Regions from separate parts of the Oryctolagus cuniculus genome. Here region 1 is linked to region 2. The links are chromatin contacts, called in public Micro-C maps. All regions are on one chromosome and are shown on one strand. The core of a region is the stretch at or near the end of the contact, and the rest is flanking DNA. Distances in the headings are between cores, read along the strand shown.

Region 1 (4,467 bases), core at 374-2,873, 230 kb before region 2:
ACCCAAAGTGTACCCTTTCACTGTGACGGCACCCAGTGACAGGGGTGCAGTGACTCGGCGGTCACGAGGCACAGTGACACACCGGCACATGCTGACAGCAGCAGCCGCTCGCCTCAGCCCGGCACTACCAGGCACTTAGTACTTCCAAGCCCCTCGCCTAGCCCTAAACCACAGCAGGCAGGAGGCAGGCAGCCTGGGGGCACAGTCTTCCCGGTGCCACCACGCCCAGCCGCGCCTGACCCAGCTTCCCGACTGACGGCACGCAGATGCTCCTGCCCCACACGTCTGCTTTCAGGGAGAAAAAAGGGAAGAAATGCCAACTTCAAGTAGACCCAAATGGGACCCAACTTTCTCCCGGCCCTCTTAGCTCTAAGACACCAGATCATGGTTCGTTTTGCCTGCGGTGAGTTTAGTTTACAATAAATAAAGACAGAGCAGCAAGGGGGCGCGCAGTGGTCCTCACGGTTATCAGCGCAGCCTGAGCGACCTCCAGACTTGCGAATTCGCCAGTCCAGAGCGCAGGCCGGCCTGGGGTCCGCTTTCCACGCCGGCACCGGCACCGACTCCGCCGCCGCCAGCCCTCCGGCGTCCCCAACGCCCGGCGTCACGAGCCCGCGCGCGCCCTCTCGGTCGCGGGGCGGGAGTGGTCACCTGCGGCCAGGAGCGTCCCCTGCCGTCGCTCCGGGGGGCGGGGACCACCTGCGGCGGCGGGTTGGGTGGGGGCCGCCCGCGGCCGCGGGAGGCTGGGGGCGCGGGGATCACCTGTGGCCCAAGGCCCCGGCGCAGCAGCCCGGCCGACTCCACGCCGCCCCCATCCCGCGCCGGCCGCCTTTGCCTTTCCCCCGCGCGCTGGGGCCTGCACGCCCCCGATCCGGGCGGGTCTCGGCGTCACGGGCCCGGCCGGCGGGCCAAACAGCTCCCCCGCGGCCGCCACCGGGCTCCAGGAGGGAATCCGAGCCCGGACGCTCTCGCCCCATCCCCCGTCCGGGGCTGCAGGGGTCACGGCTCCGCGCAGCGGTCACGCCCCGCTCCTCCGGGCGCTGAGGTCCCCGCGTCCCAGGCCCAGCACTCGCCCCGGGCTTGCCCAGCAGCGCCTGCCCGTCCCCGTCCCCGTCCCGGAGACCCTCGCTTGCCACAGCGGGTCCCGCAACAGGCACCTACCGCAGAGTCGCGCGACACGGCCGGCAGCTGGAGGAGCAGCGGGAATGAGGCGCCAGAGCCGCCCTGGGCCTCAAATACCGGCGGGCTGGACTGCGGGCGGAGCCGGGGACGCGGGCCAGGGCGCCGGGGCGGGGCAGGAAGCGCGGGAAGGGAGAGGCTCCCAGGTGTGCGCCAGGTAAACGCCACCGCACTCGGACCCCTGCCCCCGCCGGCCCCCGCCGGCCATCTGCGCGTCTGCAGGCTCCAGCCGGCCGCTGGCCACCGAGAGGCCGCGCGTCCTTTCTGCGCGACCGGGGAGGAGGACCCGAGCGGCGGCCCTCCCGAAGTTTCCCGACAGGGGGCGACCGTGCGCCGCTCCAGCAAGATGGTCGCGGTGCCCCTGGAGAGACCGCAGAGTACGAAGGCCTCGCTGACCACGAAGGCCTCGCTGACCACGAAGGTGCCGGCTCCTGGTACAGGACAGTGAGAGCAGAAGCTAAAAAGGCGCAAGGCCCTCCCATCACCTCTTGTGTTCAAGCCTCCGACGATAGACAGATCATACAAAAGATGAAACCCAGTCTGCCTTCTGGGAGCAGCCTCGGGCCATTCCAGGGGCTCAGGGGCCTGGAGGGGGCGTGCTAGCCCGTCTAAAACGAGCCCGGGGACAGCCTGTGGCCAGCAGGTTAAGCTAGGCTGCCAGCTGCCGTCCCTTCTGCGCACCAGTTCTCCGATCTGGCTCCTGCCAGTGATCCTGGGAAAGCAGTCGAGGATGTCCCAAGAGCTTGGGCCCTGCACGCACCTGGGAGGCTCCTGGCTGCGGCCTGGCCCAGCCCTAGCAGTTGCAGCCACCTGGGGAGTAAATCAGTGATGGAATCTCTCTCTCCTCTCTCTGCAACTCTGCCTTTCAAATAAACAAATACATCTCTTTTTTTAAATAAAGATTTCTTTTATTTTCCTGAGTTACACAGAGAGAGACGGAGAGGCAGAGAGAGAGAGAGAGAAAGAGAGAGAGAGGTCTTCCATCCTATGGTTCACTCCCCAGATGGCCACAACGGTCGGAGCTGCGCCAATCCGAAGCCAGGAGCCACGAGCTTTTTCCGGGTCTCCCACGTGGGTGCAGGGGCCCAAGGACCTGGACCATCCTCCACTGCTTTCCCAGACTATAGCAGAGAGCTGGATCAGAAGAGGAGCAGCTGGGACTCGAACCGGCGCCCATATGGGCCGGTTCAGGCCAGGGTGTTAACCCACTGCACCACAGCACCAGCCCTCAAATACATCTTTTAAAAAGAAAGAAAGGGGCTGGCGCTGGGGCATAGAGGGTAAAGCTACCGCCTGCCCCCTTTGCCCGCTCCAATTCATTTACCCCAATTGTATTAGCTTCGGATTTATCCTCCTCTCTTCTCTGGCTCTCTCCCTCTGTAACTCTGCCTTTCAAATAAATAAAATGAACCTTTAAAAGCAAAACACATGACAGTACCAAATTTACAGAGCAGATACACAAAAGAAAATCTATCTTTATCATAACAGAAAACTAGCAAAACAAAAAGAAACAGTAAGAGAGGCATAAAGAAACAGAGAATATGTAAAACAACCAGTACGCAACCAACAAGATGAGTATTAATTTTGAATAGACATGGATTAAATTCCCCAGTCAAAAGGTATAGGTTGGATGACTACAAAAACAAACAAACAAACAAACAAAACACCAAGACCCAACTGTGAGTTGCCTACAAGAGACTCACTTCACAGGTAAAGATACACATCACATAGCAACTGAAAGAAGAGGGCTGAAAACTACACCATGCAAGTGGAAACCCCAAACTCTATCAGATAAAACAGGCTTTAAATCAAAAAGTGCAGAAAGAGACCACATATATATCTCACATATATTGATAAGAGGATCAAGAAAAATATACAAGACTCACACATTCATATGCACCCCAGACTACCCAAACATGTAAAGCAGATACGGTGCTGTTGACACTTAGAGAGCAAAGGAGGCAGTGTGGCCTCGCAGGAGCCAGGCCGTCCTTGCCCTCCTCCGCCCTTGCTGTACACGTCTCTTCGGCAGAGACACCTCAGAAGGCGTTGCGGTCTGCTCGTCTCTGCCTGCATTTGGCATAGACTGAACAAATGCTTCCAGAGGGCGCCTGTCAATCATTCTCGGCTCAGCATCCTCCTAGAGTGATGGCCCTAACGTGAAGTTGCTTATATAAAGTTATTTTATAACTTGTTTTCATAACCTAATGTGCTGATGGGCTTATGAGGGAACACTGAGTCAGGATGAAAGTAGCCAGGCTTGTGGTCTTATAAAATGTTTGTCTTTATTTTGTATGAAAGGCAGAGAGACACAAAGAGAGAGATCTGCCATCCATTAGTTCCCTCCCCAAATGCCTCCAACAGCTAGGGCTGGGCCAGGCCAAAGCCAGGACCCCAGAACGCAGTCTGGGTCTCCTGTGTGGGTGGCAGGAATCCAAGTACTGAAGCCATTGTCTGCTGCCTTCGCAGGGTGGGCATTAGCAGGAAGTTGGAACAGACACGGGCAGGTGGGACTCCAGCCAGGCACTGCGATATGTGGATGTCCCAAGGGGCATCTTCACTCCTGTGCCACACACACACACACACACACACACCCTGGTTTTTGACAATGACAATGGTATGAATATGCAGTGCTGGAGTTCACGTGACAAGGGCTGGTTAGTAACGACCCCTGGCAGCCCAGGCTGCAGAGACTCACGACGGAAGGTCGACAGTCACTCCTCCAGCAGCTGGGCCTCTGTTGTACACTTTTCCCCTCTTCTTTACTTAGGAGGATGTGAACAAGCCTCAGGCGCATTCTTGGTGCTGGCCTCCCGATGGCGAGTGTCGCTGTCGCTAGGGACCCAGGGTGGGGTCGGAAAGAGGAAGGAAGGTAGGCAGCAGGCACATCGTTGACACCTGATGCGGTGGTTGTCCTCGAGGCTTGTCAGCGCTGGACCCTCACCCATGGAAGGTCCCCCGGTGGCTGTCCAGGAAGCTGGGCTTGAGGTGGCCGCTACGCGGTTGCAGCACCAGGTGCTGAGTCAGATTTGGCCGAGGATAAGTCACCACCGTGAGAACGAAGAACTGCAGCTGAAACCGCTCTGCACCGCCGTGAGGGCCCTTGGACTTCCTCTCAGCACAGCCTGGGAAGGAACTCCGGGCTCCGGCCTTGCAAGTGCTGTGTCCACTCTGCTCCCTGCCCCTGCTCTGTTGCAAAGAGCTCAGTGCTTTTGGGGACTGGAGCCAAAGAACCCACTTTATTTTCTCCAATGTCTGAGTGGGAGCAGGGAGGCAGAGCAGAACTGG
Region 2 (4,493 bases), core at 265-2,764:
TGTGTCCCTCACTGTCCTTTATTTTTTATTTTTTTAAAGATTATTTATTTATTTGACAGGTAGAGTTACAGACAGTGAGAGGGAGAGACAGAGAGAAAGGTCTTCCTTCCGTTGGTTCACCACCCCCCCCCAAATGGCCACTACGGCCGGAGCTACGCCAATCTGAAGCCAGGAGTCAGGTGCTCCCTCCTGGTCTCCCATGCGGGTGCAGGGCCCAAGCACTTGGGCCACAGCAGAGAGCTGGACTGGAAGAGGAACAGCCGGGACTAGAACCCGGTGCCCACATGGGATTCTGGCGCCGCAGGCGGAGGATTAGCCAAGTGAGCCCTGGCGCCGGCCCCCCTCACTGTCCTTTAACTCGTGGGTCCCAGGGCCCCACTGTCCCTGGTCCAGCCCCACAGAGAGAGATCTTTGGATTCTGCAGAGTCAGAAGCCAAGGCTGGAAGTGTGCCGAGGGCGGAATCTGGGCTCTGCAGCCGCTGAGCTGGGGCTGGAGCGGAGAGGTGGCTCTCAGAGGGGCTGCCCAGGCCCAAAGGCAGAGGCCGAGCCGATGAATGAACTGTTCCCGGCAGGGCGGGGCCTCGGGGCCGCTCCCAGGGCTGAGGAAGCTGTGTTTGCATTTCAATAGGAACCGTGTGGGAGTGGGTCTTCAGCCCAGTCTGCAGGCACCTGCCTCCCACCTCCCACACTGCAGTGCTAGGTTCACCTGGCTGGGGCTCCGGACTCCAGCTTCCTGCCAATGCAGACCCCGGGGGATGCGGGGCTTCAGGAATTGGGGTTCCTGTCATGTATGTGGGAGACCTGGTTCCAGCCTGGCCCGACCACTGCGGCATTTAGGGAACGGATTAGTGGATGCCGGTGCAATGTCTCTCTCCTCTCTCTCTCTCTCTCTGCCTCTCAAATAAATCCATCATTGTAGCCATTTAAAAATAAATACATTAATAAAAAGTCATGCATAGACAAACCTCTCGGTTGCTTCTGCCCAGGAATGAGCGATGTGAGGTTGAACCTGTTTCTGCTCACTTTTCCTCCCAGCTCAAACTTACAGGAGCATCTATCTCCCGCTCTGCGTGCTCGGACGCTAACGAGCTGGCTGCTGCCGGTCAGAGTATTTCATCTGAACAGCCTGCACTGCTTGGCCATTTCTCTCTCTCTCTCACTCTGCCTTTCAAATAAATACAATGAATTTTTTTTTAAATAAAGGCCATGGTGATCGCGAGCGACTCCACGATGCATCCGCGTCCCTCGTGGCCTGGATCCTGATGGTCCCGGCAGACAGCTCCACCTGCGGGGGCCTCATTAGAATGCCGGACTCACCCTCCTGCAGCTGGTTTTCTCACCCATCCTCTGCCATTTTGTGATCCTTGGTTCCTAATGAAATGCACGCCAGACAGAGCCCGCGGCCCAGACGGGAGACAGAAAGGAGGCGCCCGGTGCAACCTGCCTTTCTCCTTCCTATGGCCTCTGCGGCTGGCTGCTTTTGCATTAGTGCCCTGTGGCTGATCCGGGGGCCTGCACCTGCTGCTTCCCCTGGGTGTCTTACAATCGCCAGCCTGGAGAAAAGAGGGTCCCTCCCTGACGGAGACAGTGAGTTAAGAACAGGAACCCGAGGAGGCTGCCCATGGCTCTCTAAGCACCAGCGACTCTGCACAGAGCCCGCTTCCTTCCCACCTGCCACCTAGTGGCCTCCAGCAGAATTACAGCCTCTTGTTGAGGGCGGGGCGGAATGAGAGGGTCGTGTTCCACTGTGCTTTCTTATCTGATGGTCTGGGGATATTAGCTCTGGAAAGCGCCTCAGACATCCAAGCCACTCTTCTCGATTTACAGCTAAGGTAACAGAGACCTAGAATAGAGGCATCGAGCTAAATAGTGCTGGAGCCAGGGGTGTAGTCTCAGGCCCCGACCCTGGGTGTTCTGCCATTCGGCTCAGCCGCTAATCGGCGTTTGCTTTCTGTCTGCTGTGCAGTTCCCAGGTGTTGTGCACAGAAGGTGCAGACCCTGTTGCTACCCTTGGAGCTTCCTGAGCCGGAAGCTGGGCCCACTGGAAAGGCCATTCCGTAAAATGTCTACATGACTTCCGCCAGGGAGGGCCTCCCTAAGGGATGGCATGGGGGCTCCTTCAGGCAGGTAAGTGGGGGGCGGGGGCAAGTGCGTGCATGGCGAGTGCAAGGGGTGGGTGCTGGCCGCCTCAGAGTTGAGTGTCGTCTGTGTGTGAAGTCAGGGGTGAGGGACGAGGCACAGACATGCAGGAAACAGGTGCTGGGTGAGGGGTCTTGCATGGCCTGCAAAGGCCAAAGGTCACTGCAGGACATTTAGTGATAATGAGGATGTAGGGTGCTTAGATTCTTCAGTTGGATAAGTCTCTCTGGCAACAGTGAGCAAGACAGATTGGAAGCCGGTGGAACAAGACGCGAGAAAACCGTGTGAACGCCACGTCAGCAGTCCAGCCAGAGATGGACAAGGTCTCGGCCATGGGGGCAACAGAACAGGGAGGGAGGACGGGAGGAGGGAGCGTGGGAGATGTGAGCAGGCAGTGCTGTTGGCAGCAATGGAGCAGATTCCTACCGCTGGGTCTGCGGCATGGAGTGAGTGGTGGTGCTGAGTGTGTGTGATGGGAGCCCCCGCCCACTCCCTACCTCTGTTGCTGAGTCATGCTGACTCCTGAGATGTCACATGGAATCCCTGTGGGAGCCCTGGGAGGGTGGTGCGAGGCCCGATGGACAGGAAGCGGGGTTCTAGCCCCATCAGAAGGAACCGCTGAGCCCCCTGGGTGGGAAGAACCCAATCTGCCACCGTGGCCATTGTGCCAGCCTGGGTGGTGAGTGACCAAGGCTGACACCAGCGGATCAAGTCCATCCTCTGTCCACCCAAGAGGGATTTTACAGCTTTAAGGGAAAGGTGTGTAGGAAGACACAATGCATGGACTTCCAACTTTTTTTTTTTTTTTGCACCAAAACAAGCATTTTGCTTTTTAAATTCCATTTTCTCACGAAGTCCTTGAAGTGCTCTTGGAGTTATTTAATTCGTCTCCTGGGGGAGCGACTCCGCCACAAGATACCGCGAGGCCGCCGGTCCTCCTCCTGCCCTCCGCGGGCCTCTTCCTGGAGCGCCCTGTCCTCCATCTCCCAGTCTTTCCCCCGGAGGGCCCAGGCCAGCCGAGCCCCTGCCCATGAGTCACTACACCCTTGGGTCTCTGCTGTGTTCCCACGGCTCGGATGGCCAGGCCCGCTGCCTGGGTCAGGCTGTGGGCGCCCGCTTGGCTCACGTCTGCACCTCACTCAGCCAGAGCCCGGGGCCAGGGCCACAATAGGCTTCCTCCCATTCTTCAGCTCTTCCCTGTAGGCTCGCCCTGTGGCCAGAGGCGAGGCAGAGGTGACAAGGGAGCAGTGCAACCGCCGCGGTGCGCTGCCCATCTAGACGGCCGACGGCACAGAGTGAACAGGGCTCCGGGCAGAAGTGTGGACGGGCGTTGTTGCCCATCCCGCGCAGCTACAGTTCTGCTGCTGTTTTGAGAAAAGGATACAGGTGCAGAATCCTTGGCCACGTGTCAGGTACCTGAGGCCTTATTCCACTGTTCTGCCACACCTGTAGTGGCACTGGCAGCCGGCACTGCTTCTTGGTTGATGTGTACAAGGCAGTCTTTTGGCTGGTGAATTAAATAGAGATCCTCGCAGGGCGCCCCCCCCCCCCCCCCGGGGCCCTGAGGGTGGCGCCACTTCCCGCCCCCCTCCCCGGGAGGCTCTGTTGTTGCTGTTTAGCTTGATGGGCTCCGGAGCAGTCTGAGCGGCCTCCATTTGGCTCTCCCTACTATGACCCCTCCCTGGCACTGGCCACAGACCCAGTGCTGTGCCGTGCCAACTTGTGTCTGTCCATCTCAGTTACACACTCAGGGACCTGGCGGGGAGGCGGAGGGCGGCTCTTCAGGGCCCCAGGGCACCCGGTGGCCAGGATCCCATTGATTGCTCAGCCCCAGGATGCAAGGATTCCCTTTCTAGGAGGCGGCCATGATGACAGCTCATGCCCCCGGATCTCGCAGCCCCCTCCGACCCTTACAATGCCCAAGTCTTCCTCTTCCCCAATGTCCTGCTACCTACGTGCCAATCATTTCTTTTGGGGGAGTCCAGGACATTACTATGACCATGAAGGTGCAGGGGACCAGGCCACCTTTTCCATTAGCAGGGTTCCAGGGCTGGGGACCGAGCAAGGGATCATGGGAGCGACTGCTCCTCCTCATCCGTCCTGGACTTCTGGTGGTATTAGGTGAACGCCAGCCTCTGCGGGCCCCTCGGGCACTCTGGGACTACAGTGGCTCATCACCCGAGTTGTCCTGCGTAGACCAGCACAGCCTGGCCTTGGTACTGAGGCCTCCACCAGCCTCTGGATGCGGGCTTTCGTCTAACGGCATTTCCGGCCGGCAGACGGGGGCCTTTTCAGGAGGGGGATGGAGGCGAGCCCGTTCAGCGTCTCTGGAAACACCGTCCCCCCCCCCCAAG

The links. A called contact is a pair of places that touch in the nucleus more often than the background predicts.
Region 1: a Micro-C map of ear pinna shows a contact between it and region 2, with 8 times the contacts expected there. The contact joins the promoter of SERPINB6 here to the enhancer-like site in region 2. A contact is called at or near these places in 2 of 6 Hi-C or Micro-C datasets (ear pinna and an unstated tissue).

The regions. Positions count from the first base shown.
Region 1 is chr5:167,068,343-167,072,809 of mOryCun1.1, reverse strand. SERPINB6 (serpin family B member 6) reads right to left here and starts at 1,623. Exons shown (of 7, transcript XM_008274280.4): 1 at 1,162-1,623. All of the region lies in intron 1 of SERPINB9 (serpin family B member 9), which reads right to left.
Region 2 is chr5:166,837,727-166,842,219 of mOryCun1.1, reverse strand. No RefSeq gene overlaps it. Among named protein-coding and RNA genes, the nearest start is that of PSMG4, 3.3 kb to the right of the region's middle. Within about 2 kb of position 1,514, at least 1 of the 8 cell types and tissues checked has an H3K27ac peak or open chromatin away from gene starts, as enhancers often do. A contact at or near this core is called in ear pinna, where this site is marked.